2 separate regions of the Mus musculus genome follow, and region 1 is linked to region 2. The links are chromatin contacts, called in public HiChIP or PLAC-seq maps. All regions are on one chromosome and are shown on one strand. Each heading gives the region's core, a stretch centred on a gene start, on an enhancer-like site or on the middle of the called end of the contact. The rest is flanking DNA. Distances are from core to core; before and after follow the strand shown. Region 1 overlaps Lmod1 (leiomodin 1 (smooth muscle)). Region 2 holds the start of Rnpep (arginyl aminopeptidase (aminopeptidase B)).

Region 1 (6,691 bases), core at 527-3,026, 47 kb after region 2:
GCTACAGATGTTTGTCTCAACGCGCTGGTTTTTAAAAATCTCTTGTTGGTTGTGTACATACTATATAAAGAATTTGTGGCCATGCTATGGAGGCACACACCTTTAATACCAGCACTTGGGAGGAAGAGGCAGGCAGATCTCTGTAAGTTCAAGGCTAGCCTGGTCTCCAGAGAGGTTCCAGGACAGAAAAAGATGCACAGAGAACCCCTATCTCGAACAAACAAACAAAAACCAAAATACAAGACAAACAAAAAAACCTGGATCCCATTGGTAGCATGGCTTCTGATGCTTGCCCCTTCTTGGAACAACAAGTCTGCGAACTTGAGAGCTTGGCAGGATAGGAAACATGAGAGGTGGGCAAGCCAGAGGAATGATGGACAGGAGTGAGGAAGATTTACAAAGAGAGGAACGTGGGGGGGGGGGGTTCAAAGCAGTCTGAGTGCTACTGATCAAGAAAGGCAGCGGCCAGCAACACAGAGAGTTGGAAGCACCAGGGCTTCAAGGACTTCATGGTCCCCAGACGTGGATAAAATGAGGAAGAAAAGCTTTCATCTAGCCTATCTGCACTCCCAGTCTCTCTCCTTCCTCCAGGAGACTGTGGAATTATGGTGTCAGCTCATGCCAGCATTTCCACAGCTGACTCAGAATAGGCAAGCCTTGAGTGGCAGGTACTGAGAAAGATTTGCAGGGCACAAGAACACGCGCACATGCGCGTGAGTGTGTGTGTGTGTGTGCGCGTGAGTGTGTGTGTGTGTGTGTGTGTGTGTGTGTGTGTGTAGTCAAAACAAGAAGGGCCACAAGGCATAGAGGTAGAGGGAGCAAGAAACTGTGCTTGCCAAGTTGGATAAACAGGAATATCCTTATTCATAGGGTAAGGTCCAAGTTGGTTGTATTGTGCTTATTGAACCACACTAGGCATAAGCAGCAGAAAGAGGTGGTTGACAGTCAGGGTATCCGTCCCTGCTCAGGGCTTCTCTGCAGCCGGGCCAGGCAGGAGCTAGAAAACCATAGGTACCTGGACTCAGCTAGGTGCAGATTTGGGTTCTGCTTCTGTCCCTCGAAGTGCCAGTGAAGCTGAGTGCCTTAGGTGAGAGAGAGAACATTGACTTATTTATCATGTGCGGATGCCAAGGGCATTACCAACCCCGTCTCATCGGCTTAGCTTCTTCAGCTCCGTTACTTGTCAAGTAGGAATGATAAAAATCAGCCTGGAAGGGTTATTGGAGGATTAAACAGGATCAAGTATTGAGAGTTTAGTTCACCAGGAGAGAGACTTTCTTCACTCTAAATTCTTCAGGCTTTGTACCTATGCAGATGCCAAAACGACATTTAAAAAAAAAAAACAACCTCACAAGGCTGAAAACATTCTGTCTGCAGGAATGAGGTAATGACAAGAGGGTGAGGGGAAAGGAGAAAAGCAAGGAAGTAATTTAGGGAAGGAGGCGAGGATTGTTTGTCTTCGATTACTGCCTGGCTCCAGTCACCTGACAGAACTACCTTTATCTCACCTCCTTCTCATCCCAGACCCAGGGACCCATGCTAGTTTACTGGTTCTGAGAACTAGCGGGAAAGAGAAAGCCGAGGGGCTGTTTAGGCATGGAGAACTCTCCTTGTCAGCCATGCTCCAACCTAGCATGATCTCAGAAAAGCCAGGGCTGCTTTGGGAATTTTGGCTTCAGCTATGTCTGGGGTCCACTGCACAGGCCAGGCCAGGTCGTCAGGACACTGTTTACAAACAGCTAGGAATAGAAAGGCCTCCTGCTCCACGCTCCACCCTCTCCTGCCCTCACTTCTTCCCTGTTCAGGATCCCTAGGCTCTGGCTATCTCATCAGCCCTGACTCCAGAGCAGGGGGCAGGGACAGCAGAATGCAAAATGCCTGTCTCCTGCACTGAGGTGCACTGGTCTTGGAGCAGGGCTCCAGGAGGTACTATGGGTGCTGCATGTATAGAATCGACAGGTTGGAATCGCCAGAGTCCAAGCAGACCTGGACTCCCAGCCTACTGTGCTGATTGTATGGTTTGGACAAATCACTGTACGCACCAGAGTATCTGTCAAATGGAAGCTGAAGTGCCTGGTCCTGGGGAGTGGTTAGGCTCAATAACCTGCAAAGGCTCCAAGGCATGTGCTGGGTTGGAAACCTGGTACTGAAGGCTCATGGATGTTTGTTTCTTGCCTTCCCTTTGGTCCTCCTCAGCCCACTCATCCCCCTGCTTACCACATGTGCATCCCTCTCTTCGCCACTGCTTGCTCTGTCAGTGCTAAGGATGGATAGCACCCAGAGCCTCACACATTTTAAACCTAGGCTTTGTCTGATCCATACGCCAGGCTCTTTACTGCCTTTATACACAGAATTCACAAATCACATTTTATGCTTATAAGGACAAGGAGGAGTCTACTAAATCACTAATGTGTCAAATATCTATTCTATTATGTTGGGCATTTTCTAAATGCTAGGACAGGGTGAACAGCATAGAGACTGTCCTTGTCACCACAGATTACATTCATTCTCACAGTCAGGATAGATAGTGTACTTTGCTTTCTATTGTTGCAGACAATGGTCTTTGGACCATGACGAAAAGCAACCTGGGGAGGAAAGGGTTTATTTGGTTCACACGTCTGGGTCACAGTCCGTTCACGGTCCATCCTTAACGGAAGCCACGGTGAAAACTCAAGCAGGGTGGGAACCTGGTGGCAGGAACTGAAGCAGACACCGTGGAGGGATGCCACTCACGGGCTTGCTTTCCAAGGCCTGTTCCCCTGCTTACCCACGTATACAACCCTGGACCACTTGCCCAGGGGTGGCACTACCTACAGTGTGCTGAGCCCTTCCACATCCACCACTGGTCAAGAAAATCACCCCACAGACTTGCCCACAGATCAATCTGATGAAGATATTTTTTCAACTGAGGTTCCCTGATCCCAGATAACCCTAGCTTGTGTGTCAAGTTAACATAAACTAACCAGCGTGGTAGACTGTACACACACACACACACACACACACACACACACACACACACACACACACACACACACACATACACAGAGCGTACATGATCCCAGCACTTGAGAGACAGGGTGAGGCAGATCTCTGTGAGTTCAAGGTCAGCCTGGTCTACAAAGCTAGTTCCAGGACAGCCAGGGATACACAGAGAAACCAAGCCTTGAAAAACAAGCCTAAAACAAAAGCATTATTTCTATGTTTTTGTTTTATGTTTGTGCACCGTGTGTGTGCCTGGTGTCCACAGAGGCCAGAAGAAGGCATTAGATTCCCTGGAACTGAAGTAATGAATGACTGGGAGCTGGGTGCTGCGAGCTGCTCTCTGCAAGAGCAGCAAGTGCCCTTAACTGCTGAGACATCTTTCCACCCCTCGAATAATAGTTAAAACCATGAGCCTAGAAGGGATCACTTAGGGAGTGGGTGTTGGTGGAGAGTAGACATTTGGGCGTGAGACTGGGGGGGGGCTGGTGGTCTCATAGAAGCAAGTAGGAAAAAGGAGTCAGGGAAGAGAGCTCTCTGATCTCTACCTTGTCCTTATTGCTAAGAGGTTTAATAATAATAAGAAGGCAGGGGATCAGCCACCCTGCCTAGACCATGGAAGCCACTCGAATAATGGAGTTATTGCACTGTAGTGAAGAATAGACTCAACAGTGTATACAGATTCGAGAAAGAAATGTGTGCCTGTGTGTGTGTGTGTGTGTGTGTGTGAGAGAGAGAGAGAGAGAGAGAGAGAGAGGGAGAGAGAGAGAGAGAGAGACTCTAACACAATCAAGAGAGCCAAGGTAAGGGCCGGGTGTGGTGGCGCACGCCTTTAATCAGGCAGGCGGATTTCTGAGTTCGAGGCCAGCCTGGTCTACAAAGTGAGCTCCAGGATAGCCAGGGCTACACAGAGAAACCCTGTCTCAAAAAACTAAATAAATAAATAAATAAAGAGAGAGAGAGGGAGAGAGAGAGAGAGCGCCAAGGTAAATGTGGCAACAGGGAGGACTTTTTAGAGACAGGGAACATTGTTGCCTATCTGTCTGCTGTTGGGAATAAGTCAGCAGAAGGAAACACTTTGATGGCACTGGGGAAGGAGTAAGGAAGAGATGGAGCTCACAGCAGCTGGCAGGTCCGCATGCCAGGCAGAGTCTCACCGCTGCATGGAGGGAAAGCAAAGGAGATAGCAGTGATGCAGCTTGATTGACAGGTGTGGGGAGGAGGTAGCGAAGCTGTTCTCTGATGTGTTGACACATGCACTGCGTGAGCTGGGGAGGCAGCAGGAGCAGCCATATATAGGCTGGATTTGAAGCAGGGAGAATTTTAGGAGGCTGCACAGTCGTCAGAGGTCAAGGCCTAGGCCACCAGAAGAATGCTCAGTGCTCCCTGGGAGAGGTAGAGAAAACAGGAAAACACTTTTAGACAAGAAATCTGGCCTGCAAGCTGTCACCAGACTACAACCTGTGCCAGCAAGGCTTAAAAGCCCCGTAGACTTTCTATTTCATGTGCATCAGTCTGTCCTCAAGGCCACCCATGCTCAGGCATGGGGGAGCACACAGTTCCCTCCCAGTACCCAAATGACACCTGAGAGATGGGTCCTAAACAGATTTCCAAGTCAAGTCAGGGGACATGGTGACTTCTCTGCTGACTTCGGACACTGTGTGGCCTCAGACAAGCGCTTAGCATACATATAAGCGTTAACTTCTTTTGTTTTTTATTCTTTTCCGTATTGCATTTGTACTTTGCAAAGTGGGCCTTCCCCCACACAGGCTTTACAACAACATAAAAGCCGTGCAGAAGTGTGCACAGTGCAGAAGTGTAGACAGAGTTGGGTGACAGTCCAGAGTGATCAGGACATTGAATATCAGCTTGACAGTACCACAGCACCCACCCAAGCTTTCTCCCCAAGGCTAACACCTACCTCAACTTCCAACCCCATAGGTTGGTTTTGTCTGTTTTTATGGACTCCTAAGGGAAGAGTTCTCTGGACTCTTTTACTCCACTGTCGGTAAAATCAACAGTGGTGTCGTCCATAGCATTTTGTTTTGTTTTGTTTTGTTTTGTTTTCTGAGACAGGGTTTCTCTGTGTAGCCCTGGCTGTCCTGGAACTTGCTCTGTAGACCAGGCTGACCTCGAACTCAGAGATGTGTCTGCTCTGCCTTCAGAGTGCTGGAATTGAAGACGTATCACCACATTTTTATACATCCACCCTGTGCAATATTCCACAGCATGAGTATACTAAAATGTATTTAATCCATCTCCCTGTTAGTGGCAATGTGGGAAGTTTCCAGTCTGGGGCTATTATAAACCAGGATCCTAAGAACATGTTTCTCCCACTTGCGACTTCTTTTCTGTCTGGTATGTGTCTAAGTGTGGAGTTTATGTTTCAAGAACACTTGACTTACTTCAAAGGATGATGCTACTGATTTGAAGAGTTTTTATGAAGATGAGATTTAAAAAGATGGAGGTGATCTAACACCATGCTTCGAAATAACGGGTACTGGGCAGATAGCCATTGTGGTCATTTTCAGGCGAGCCCATCTTTGAGAGCAGTCAGGGTACAGCCATGTTCTTTGGCTATATTCTGCATCCTTCTCCTAACCCAGTCTTCTAAGAGTCAGCCACTTTCCTAAAGCTCAGGCTAGGTTCTTTTACTCTGGACTCTTTAGCTTTCCAACCATGAAGATCTGAACAGCATCTTCTAGCTGGGCATGGTGGCAGAAGCAGGTGGATCTCTGTGAGTTCAAGGCCAGCCTGGTCCACAAATCAAGTTCTTTGAAAACCAGAGCTATATAGTAGGGAAACCATGTCTCAAAAAACAAAAACAAAAAAACACAAGTAGGGGCTGGAGAGATGGCTCAGGATTTAAGAGCACTGACTACTCTTCTAGAGAACCTGGGTTCAAATCCCAGCATCCACGTGGCAGCTCATAGCTGTCTGTAACGCCAAGATCTAACACCCTCACACAGACATAAGACATGCAGACAAAACACCAATGCATATTTTTTTTTTTTGAGACAGGGTTTCTCTGTGTAGCCCTGGCTGTCCTAGAACTCATTTTGTAGACCAGGCTGGCCTCGAACTCAGAAATCTGCCTGCCTCTGCCTCCCGAGTACTGGGATTAAAGGCATGTGCCACCACGCCTGGCTCCAATGCATATTTTTAAAAGATTTGTTTATTTATTTATTTATTTTATGTGGTTGAATACACTGTAGCTGTATAGATGGTTGTGAGCCTTCACATGGTTGTCGGGAATTGAATTTAGGACTTCTGCTTGCTCCGGTCTACCCCGCTCATTCCGGCCCAAAGATTTATTTATTATTATACATAAGCACACTGCAGCTGACTTCAGATGCACCAGAAGAGGGTGTCAGGTCTCATTACGGGTGGTTGTGAGCCACCATGTGGTTGCTGGGATTTGAACTCAGGACCTTTGGAAGAGCAGTCAGTGCTCTTACCAGCTGATCCATCTCACCAGCCTTTTCTTTTCTTTTCTTTTCTTTTCTTTCTTTCTTTCTTTCTTTTTTAAGACTTATTTATTTTGCATTTTTTAAAAAGTAAATAAATAAAAGGAAGAAGAAAAAGAAGAGGTTTTCCACTTCACACCTCCTCCCCTTTCTCTTCGCTTGCTCCAGTGTGACAGCCCATTGTCTCCTCAGCTAAGTTTTCAGGAATCTCTTGGTTTAGTTTCCTCCTTAGCTTATGTCTGCAT
Region 2 (6,786 bases), core at 3,183-5,682:
GCTCTATCACGAAAAGAGACCAGCCTTACTTCTGCCTGTAGCAAAAGGAAAACATACACAACGTAGCTAAAACTGTTCATGTGTGTTTGTATGAATATGTATCCATTTAAAATTGAAGAATGGGTTACACTATTCCAAGAAGGATTCATAGGTGAAATAAAAGTGTCTGATCAGGGCTGGAGAGATGTCTCAGAGGTTAAGAGCACTGCCTGATCTTCCAGAGGTCCTGAGTTCAATTCCCAGCAACCACATGGTGACTCACAACCATCTGTAATGGGATCCGATGCCCTCTTCTGGTGTGCCTGAAGACAGTTATAGTGTACTCATATAAATAAAATATTAAAAAGAACAAAGTGTCTGGTCAGACCTTTAAGGGCAAGCAAGAGTCAGATGTTAGAAGGAAAGAGAGAAGCCTTTCTCTAGCAGGTGAGAGAGGAAAGGCAGGCCTGGATGAAGGTTCTACCAACTGCATAGCCTCTAGGAGTAGGCAGAAGATGTGACAGGATTTTCCCTGTCCAATTACGTTAAAATATTAATGTAGCAGGAGGCCTGTTATTGGACAGAGAAAAGGGAGGCAGAGCTAGGAGTTGCAGAAACAGAAAGCCTCTCAGGAGAGGAAAAAAAAAGCCAAGATGGAGGCAGACAAACAGGAAAACCTGAACCAGCATGGCTTTAAATAGCCACAGGTAGTTACGATGATATTATAAAGGTTAGAATAATTGGGATAGTTTGTCTAATCTAGGTGGGCAGCTTTTAAAAAGATTTATTTAGTTATTATTATATGTAAGTACACTGTAGCTGACTTCAGACACAACAGAAAAGGGTGTCAGATCTCATTACAAATGGTTGTGAGCCACCATGTGGTTGCTGGGATTCAAACTCAGAACCTTCGGAAGAGCAGTCAGTTCTCCTAACCGCTAAGCCATCTCTCCAGCCCGGTGGGCAGCTTTTATCATTATCAATTGATTCTGAAATTATTGTATTAGCATCTTATGAATTGAGAATTTGTTGATACATAAATCCGATTGGCTAATTATAAGCTTCAAGAGTTTTGATTTACTTGGTTACTGGTATGTGGGACCCCCCCCCCCCTCCAGATTACAGGAGTTTATGGCTGAGAAGGAACTAGCAGAGCCAGAGACAAGCAAACCAGAGCTGGGAACACAGCGATTGGTCTCCGTGGCGCACTAGCTAGAGACAGAGTGGGCGGGTGCATGGGGCTTGGCATGGCATCAAAGGGAACTTGGGAGCTCTGCCCCGCCAGAGAGTTGGAGGGCAGAGAGTAGCCCGGCAGGACACGCCAGGGCAGAGTTGCCTGCAGTAGTGCGGCCATGTGGCTCTATTTTAATAGTTCCTGCAACAGTAAGACACTAGAGATACATAAGAAAGTCACATTAGATATTGAGTTTTTCTTTTGCCTGCTTTTGCTCAAGTATAGTAAATGTAATTAGTCTTCCAATAAATACAATGTAGTGTGGAAGGCAGGAGGTGGCACAGTAGAAAAAGCTGAAGAATACTAATGTAGAGGAGTGACCGAGGTCAACCTCAACATACAGATGACATGTTGCTAATACACTGACTCAATTCAGTGTGATCCAAGTGAATTTCCCCTCTACAATGTACAATTCCAGTCTAATCATGTAGTCATTGGGAAAACATCTGAAAATTTCCAGTAGAAGAGCATTCTATAACATACCTGACCAGCACTCCTCCAAACTGTCAAAGTTATAAAAAACAAACAAACAAAACAAAACAAAAAAAAAAAACAAGGAAAGCCTGACAAACTCAAAGATGGGCAGTTACACAGCTAGCTACAATATGCTGCTTTGCCTGGGCTCATGAATCAGGAAAGGAAGTAGGTAAAAAAACTAAGATGCCGCTAAAGCCTGTGGAGCCTTGTTAGCCTGACAGCTGGTGTGTGCCAGCGCTGACCGACCAGATGCTAATAGGGAAATGGAAATCGTGGAAGATGCGTGAGGAGCTGTGCCCAGTTATGCCGTTAATCTGTCTTTGGTTGTTATTTTGAATTTGTAGTCCTCCTGCCTCAGCTTCCTGAGTACTGGGACTTCGGGCAATGTGCCACCATGCCTAGCTGGTATCGGGCGTTTATAGAGAGAGAAAGTTCACCAAATTTTGTCAAGTATTTAGACAAGTGCCTTGTACATCTTAGGAAACCCTGTACATTATCCCTCCGCCATCTTTGTTTACGGTGTTTTGTTTGTTTTTGCTTCGTTTGTTCTTAAATGATGTGAAGGAAACAGAACGGGGAAACGAGGAAACCTGGGCACTACCGCCCATGTGAATTCTGGGAGAAGGCGCTGCAGTGCTTGAGGGAGCGCGCTCATCAGAATGGTTGCAAAATCGGGAAAAGAATGCATGCCAATGTCCTCAGTGAAGACCTCCGTAGTCCAAAGGGCAACCCTTTGGAAAGCAGAGAGAGGCCTCAGCCATGATGTTTTGAAGGACAATAATTGATTCTGCTCTATAACTTAAAGATAGTGGAAGAGCCGGGCGGTGGTGGCGCACGTCTTTAATCCCAGCTCTTGGGAGGCAGAGGCAGGCGAATTTCTGAGCTCGAGGCCAGCCTGGTCTACAAAGTGAGTTCCAGGACAGCCAGGGCTATACAGAGAAACCCTGTCTCAAACAAACAAACAAAAGATAGTGGAAGGATAATGAGCAGGGTTTCCTAAGATGTGCAAGGCACTTGTCTAAATGTTTGACAACATCCGGTGAACGTCTAAACCTAGGCACCTGATACGGGCCAGGCATGATGGCACACTGCCAGGAGTCCCAGCACCCAGGAAGCTGAGGCAGGAGGATTACAAACTCAAAATAGATTCTGTTGTTAACTTTGACAACTTTAGAGTATGCAAATTTAGGGAGGGTTTAATTTTCCAATCCTGTTTAATTTCTAGCTCCCACTGAAAATTAGGACTCAAAATATAGCAGAGGAACCAAAGATATTTCCCAATGTCCAGCTTCCGCCCAGGCACCGACGGGAACTTGGCTTTGCTTTTGGTGCTAGGTTAAACCATGGTGCTTTCAGTTTCCCAACAAGTTCTATCGCAAGGCTCGCTTATTCCTCCAATCAAAGGAGGAAGTCAAGTGCTCTTTGGGTCAGTAAAGGGGAACTGTTAGCTGGATAAGCAAGCTCCAATAGTCTGCCAACAGCTTTGGTGAACCTTGTAACCCAGCCTAAGGCTGTCACTCTTACAAATGTCCGCTATGAATAGTTACCTAAACTTCCAATATTCATCCAACTCTGAAAACCTTAAGACTTAAGAGCCAACCGTTATTGAGAAGGCTGAATTATTATAAAGTCTAGAGTACTCTAATTACACATTCCCATTTTTGCTCGGATTCTTTTAAGTCAATAGCAGGATTTCAAAGGAGGAAGTAAAAATGCTTCTCGGGCTGTTTTAACCTGTGCAACCAAAAGGGCTTGCTAGCACATGAAAGGACCCTGTCAGCATCCAGCTAATTAACCAACACTGTCCAGGCTCCAGCAAGGAGAATTATAAAACAAAACAAAAAGCAAAGTTTGCGAAGCAAGTTTCTCATCCTGAAAAGACAGAGGCTAGCGGACAAGTCGGTCCAGCACGTGTGTGTCAGAGGTGAGGCAGGGCAATCTAAGGCAAATAATCCCGACAGAGACCAGGAAGGCAGGAAGGAAGGACGGGTAGGAGGAACAAAGCACCGGCTGGAGAGGTTCGAGCCCAGGAATGGGGAGCACGGGGCAGGAATCCAAAGCCGGCTTCTGGGGAAGAGAGTAGGGGCACGGGGATCTCCCGCGGAAGCTGCGGAAGCAGAGCCAGATTTCCTGCTCTCCATCTCTGGGCTGCTTAGGAGCAGCAGGCTGGCCAAGGGGGCTGAGAGAGGCCGGTGGCCCGGGCGCCCCGCGCGCACTCACCCCGGGTCCCTCCCCGACGCGGTAGGTGAGCTCCAGCTCGAAGCGATCGGCGGCACCGCAGGGCTGCCGGAAGGCCACGCACAGGGCCTGGCCATAGTGCGAGAAGGGCTGTGTGTGGAAAGGCACGGGCTCTGCCGGCGCCTGCTGGTCTCCCGGCTGTCCCCGTCGCAGCGTCGCCGCCGTCACCTCCAAGCAGCTGTGCGAGTCGAGCCGCAGCTCCGAGGCGCCCTCGGGAAGCAAACAACGCAGCTCCAGCGTCGCCGTGCCGCTCAATCCGCGGCTTCCCGGACCCGGGCCCGGAGGCCCGAACTCGGCCCGCAGGTCCAGGTGCAGGTGCAGGATCTCGAAGGCGCGGAAGCTGGAGGCCGAGGCCACGTCCACGGCTTGGGCCGAGTGCAGTGGCCGCCGGGCGGCCGCGCTGTAGTTGCCTGGTCCGCCGCTCTCCATGGCTCCTGAGCGGTTGCTCACCCGCCAGGAAGGTCGGTCGCTCCTCGGGTCTTGGCAGGCTCCGCCTCGAGGCGACGCGCCACCATGCGCCCCGCCCTCCGAGGAATTCGGGCGGCCACAGCCCCTAACCCCCTGGGGCTGTCCCCTCCCTTGTGGCACACAACCCCTCTTCCTGCTTCACACAGGTTCCTGTGCTACCCTGAGACCGAAGTAGGTGGTGTGGTGGGTCACCCTAGTTCCAGGTCACCCTTGAGGATTCCCCATCTTCTAAGCAGTCTGCAAGATGCAGGGGACCAGAACCTGGATTGAAAGGCTCTGGGTTTGAAATTTCACTCACTCTCTCCACTAGGCCAGTCATTAGGACATGTGTGACATCTTGAATGAATTGTAAAACAGGAGTTGTAATGCTGTTCTTCCGTCAAGGAAGATGTCTAGCGTGCTTAGTAAATAGCCACACACACACACACACACACACACACACACACACACACACACAAACCCCCGCAACCCCAGGCACACAGATCTTTAACGCTTTTGTGTCAGGACCAGAGACGTTTTGTGGTTGTTATATATCTATATGTTCCCACTCAACTTAAATTTAGTTGTTTCTATTTTTAATTTTTTCTTTTGAAAAAATATGGATGGGTGTTCTGCCCGCACGTATGCCTAGTGCCTGCAGATAGAGTCGGACCCCCTGGAACTGGAGTTACAGACCTTGTAAGTTGTCATTGGATGCTGGGAACCAAACCAGGTCCTCTACAAGAGCAGCCAAGGACTCTCAACCGCTGGGCCATCTCTCTACCCTCAAGTTAGATTTTTAAATGAGTTCATTAAGACTAGTTAAACTCCCTAGCTATTGAAATCATGCAACTTTAAAAAAAATTATTGTGTTACTATGTAGCCCAAGGTAGTCTCAAAATAGCCATCCTACATCAGCTTGAGGAGTTATGGGATTACACCCTTCCTAGATAATATTTGTTTATCAATGCTGGAGATCAAATGTAGGGCCTTAAGTACCCTAAACAAGCACTCTGCCTTTGAGCTACACCCTCATCCCTGCACGCATGGAAATGCTTAGTCGCCCATTGCATGTTCTTTGTATTTTCCTTGTGTGGCTCAGTTTGAGCTGGACACAGCGCTACATTTTGTTTCTCTTCTGTGACAGTGCCTTGCAGAGGCAACAAATGAAGAGATTAAGTGTAGCCATTTCCTAGGGATTGAAACTTTTCAGTCTTTTTTTTTTTTTTTTTTTTTTTTTTTTTGGTTTGTGGAGACAGGGTTTCTCTGTATAGCCCTGGCTGTCCTGGAACTCACTTTGTAGACCAGGCTGGCCTGGAACTCAGAAATTTGCCTGCCTCTGCCTCCCGAGTGCTAGGATTAAAGGTGTATGCCACCACACCCGGCACTTTTCAGTCTTAAAGAAGAAAGAAGGTCATACAATTTAGGTAGCTCAGAATGTGACAAGGTTCTCGAGGTTATAGAAATAGGGACTATGGGCTGGAGAGGTGGCTCAGTGGTTAAGAGCACTGACTGCTCTTCCAGAGGTCCTGAGTTCAATTCCCAGCAACCACATGGTGACTCACAACCATCAGTAATGGGATCCGATGCCCTCTTCTGGTGTGTCTGAAGACAGCTACAGTGTACTCATATAAATAAAATATATAAATCTTTAAAAAAAAAAAGAAAAGAAAGGAAAGGAAAAGAAATAGGGACCATGCAGGGACAGAGGACACTCTTTTTTTGTGGAGCTTTGGGTATGTTTCTTCAGTAGTCCAGAGTACCCCTAGCCATAGTGAACAGATATTTGTTCATGTCTTTGGAGGAGGAAAACAACAATTAAAGGTATATATCTCTATTATCTATCCAAAGACAAAACTTCCCCCAGGAACTGGTATAGAACCTAGAGACTCACATATGCTAGGCAAATGATTTACCACGGAACTATACCCCAGACCCCCACCCCCTTCTCATAAGACAAGGTCTCACTAATGCAGCCCTGGCTGGCCTAGACCTGCAGCCTCAGCCTCAGAGATCTATTTACCTCTGCCTCCTGACTGATGTGATTAAAGTCTTAACTCACCATGCATGAATCTGGGTTTTTCTTTTCTCCTTAACTTAATGCAGAAAAAAAATCATAGAAGCAGGGACATTCTAGTGACAACAGAGCACCTGTATTGGTAAAGTGTTACCTGCTATGTTAGCTCACCAAGAAGCTGGCACTTGAAACTTGACCCCTCCACTTCAACCCCAAATTTGTTTAAAATGTCCTCCAAATTGCCCCTGTCCTGGGTCAGTATGCCACTGTTCCCTCTTCACCCCCTTCCCCACTATGTAAAAGGGAGAAGAGGAAAACAGCAAGCTGCTAAGGTTATTAAAAACACCGAGTCCCTGAACAGCTTGAAGTTACTTCCAACAGAAATGACTGTTGC

The links. HiChIP or PLAC-seq counts read pairs in DNA pulled down with a chosen protein or histone mark.
Region 1: a contact with region 2 is called in an H3K27ac HiChIP or PLAC-seq map of extraembryonic endoderm stem cells. The contact joins the enhancer-like site here to the promoter of Rnpep in region 2. A contact is called at or near these places in 4 of 39 promoter capture datasets (the 3T3-L1 cell line, the SN4741 cell line, embryonic stem cells and 1 more), 3 of 484 Hi-C or Micro-C datasets (the HPC-7 cell line, embryonic fibroblasts and liver), 9 of 115 datasets of contacts at active chromatin or transcription factors (the SCID.adh cell line, embryonic stem cells, epiblast stem cells and 3 more) and 3 of 9 other capture datasets (adipose tissue, liver and pancreatic islet).

The regions. Positions count from the first base shown.
Region 1 is chr1:135,329,580-135,336,270 of GRCm38.p6, forward strand. All of the region lies in intron 1 of Lmod1 (leiomodin 1 (smooth muscle)), which reads left to right. Among named protein-coding and RNA genes, the nearest start is that of Lmod1, 8.1 kb to the left of the region's middle. Within about 2 kb of position 1,777, at least 9 of the 459 cell types and tissues checked have an H3K27ac peak or open chromatin away from gene starts, as enhancers often do. A contact at or near this core is called in extraembryonic endoderm stem cells, where this site is marked.
Region 2 is chr1:135,279,652-135,286,437 of GRCm38.p6, forward strand. It overlaps Rnpep (arginyl aminopeptidase (aminopeptidase B)), which reads right to left and starts at 4,433. Exons shown (of 11, transcript NM_145417.3): 1 at 3,911-4,433. The coding sequence starts at 4,357.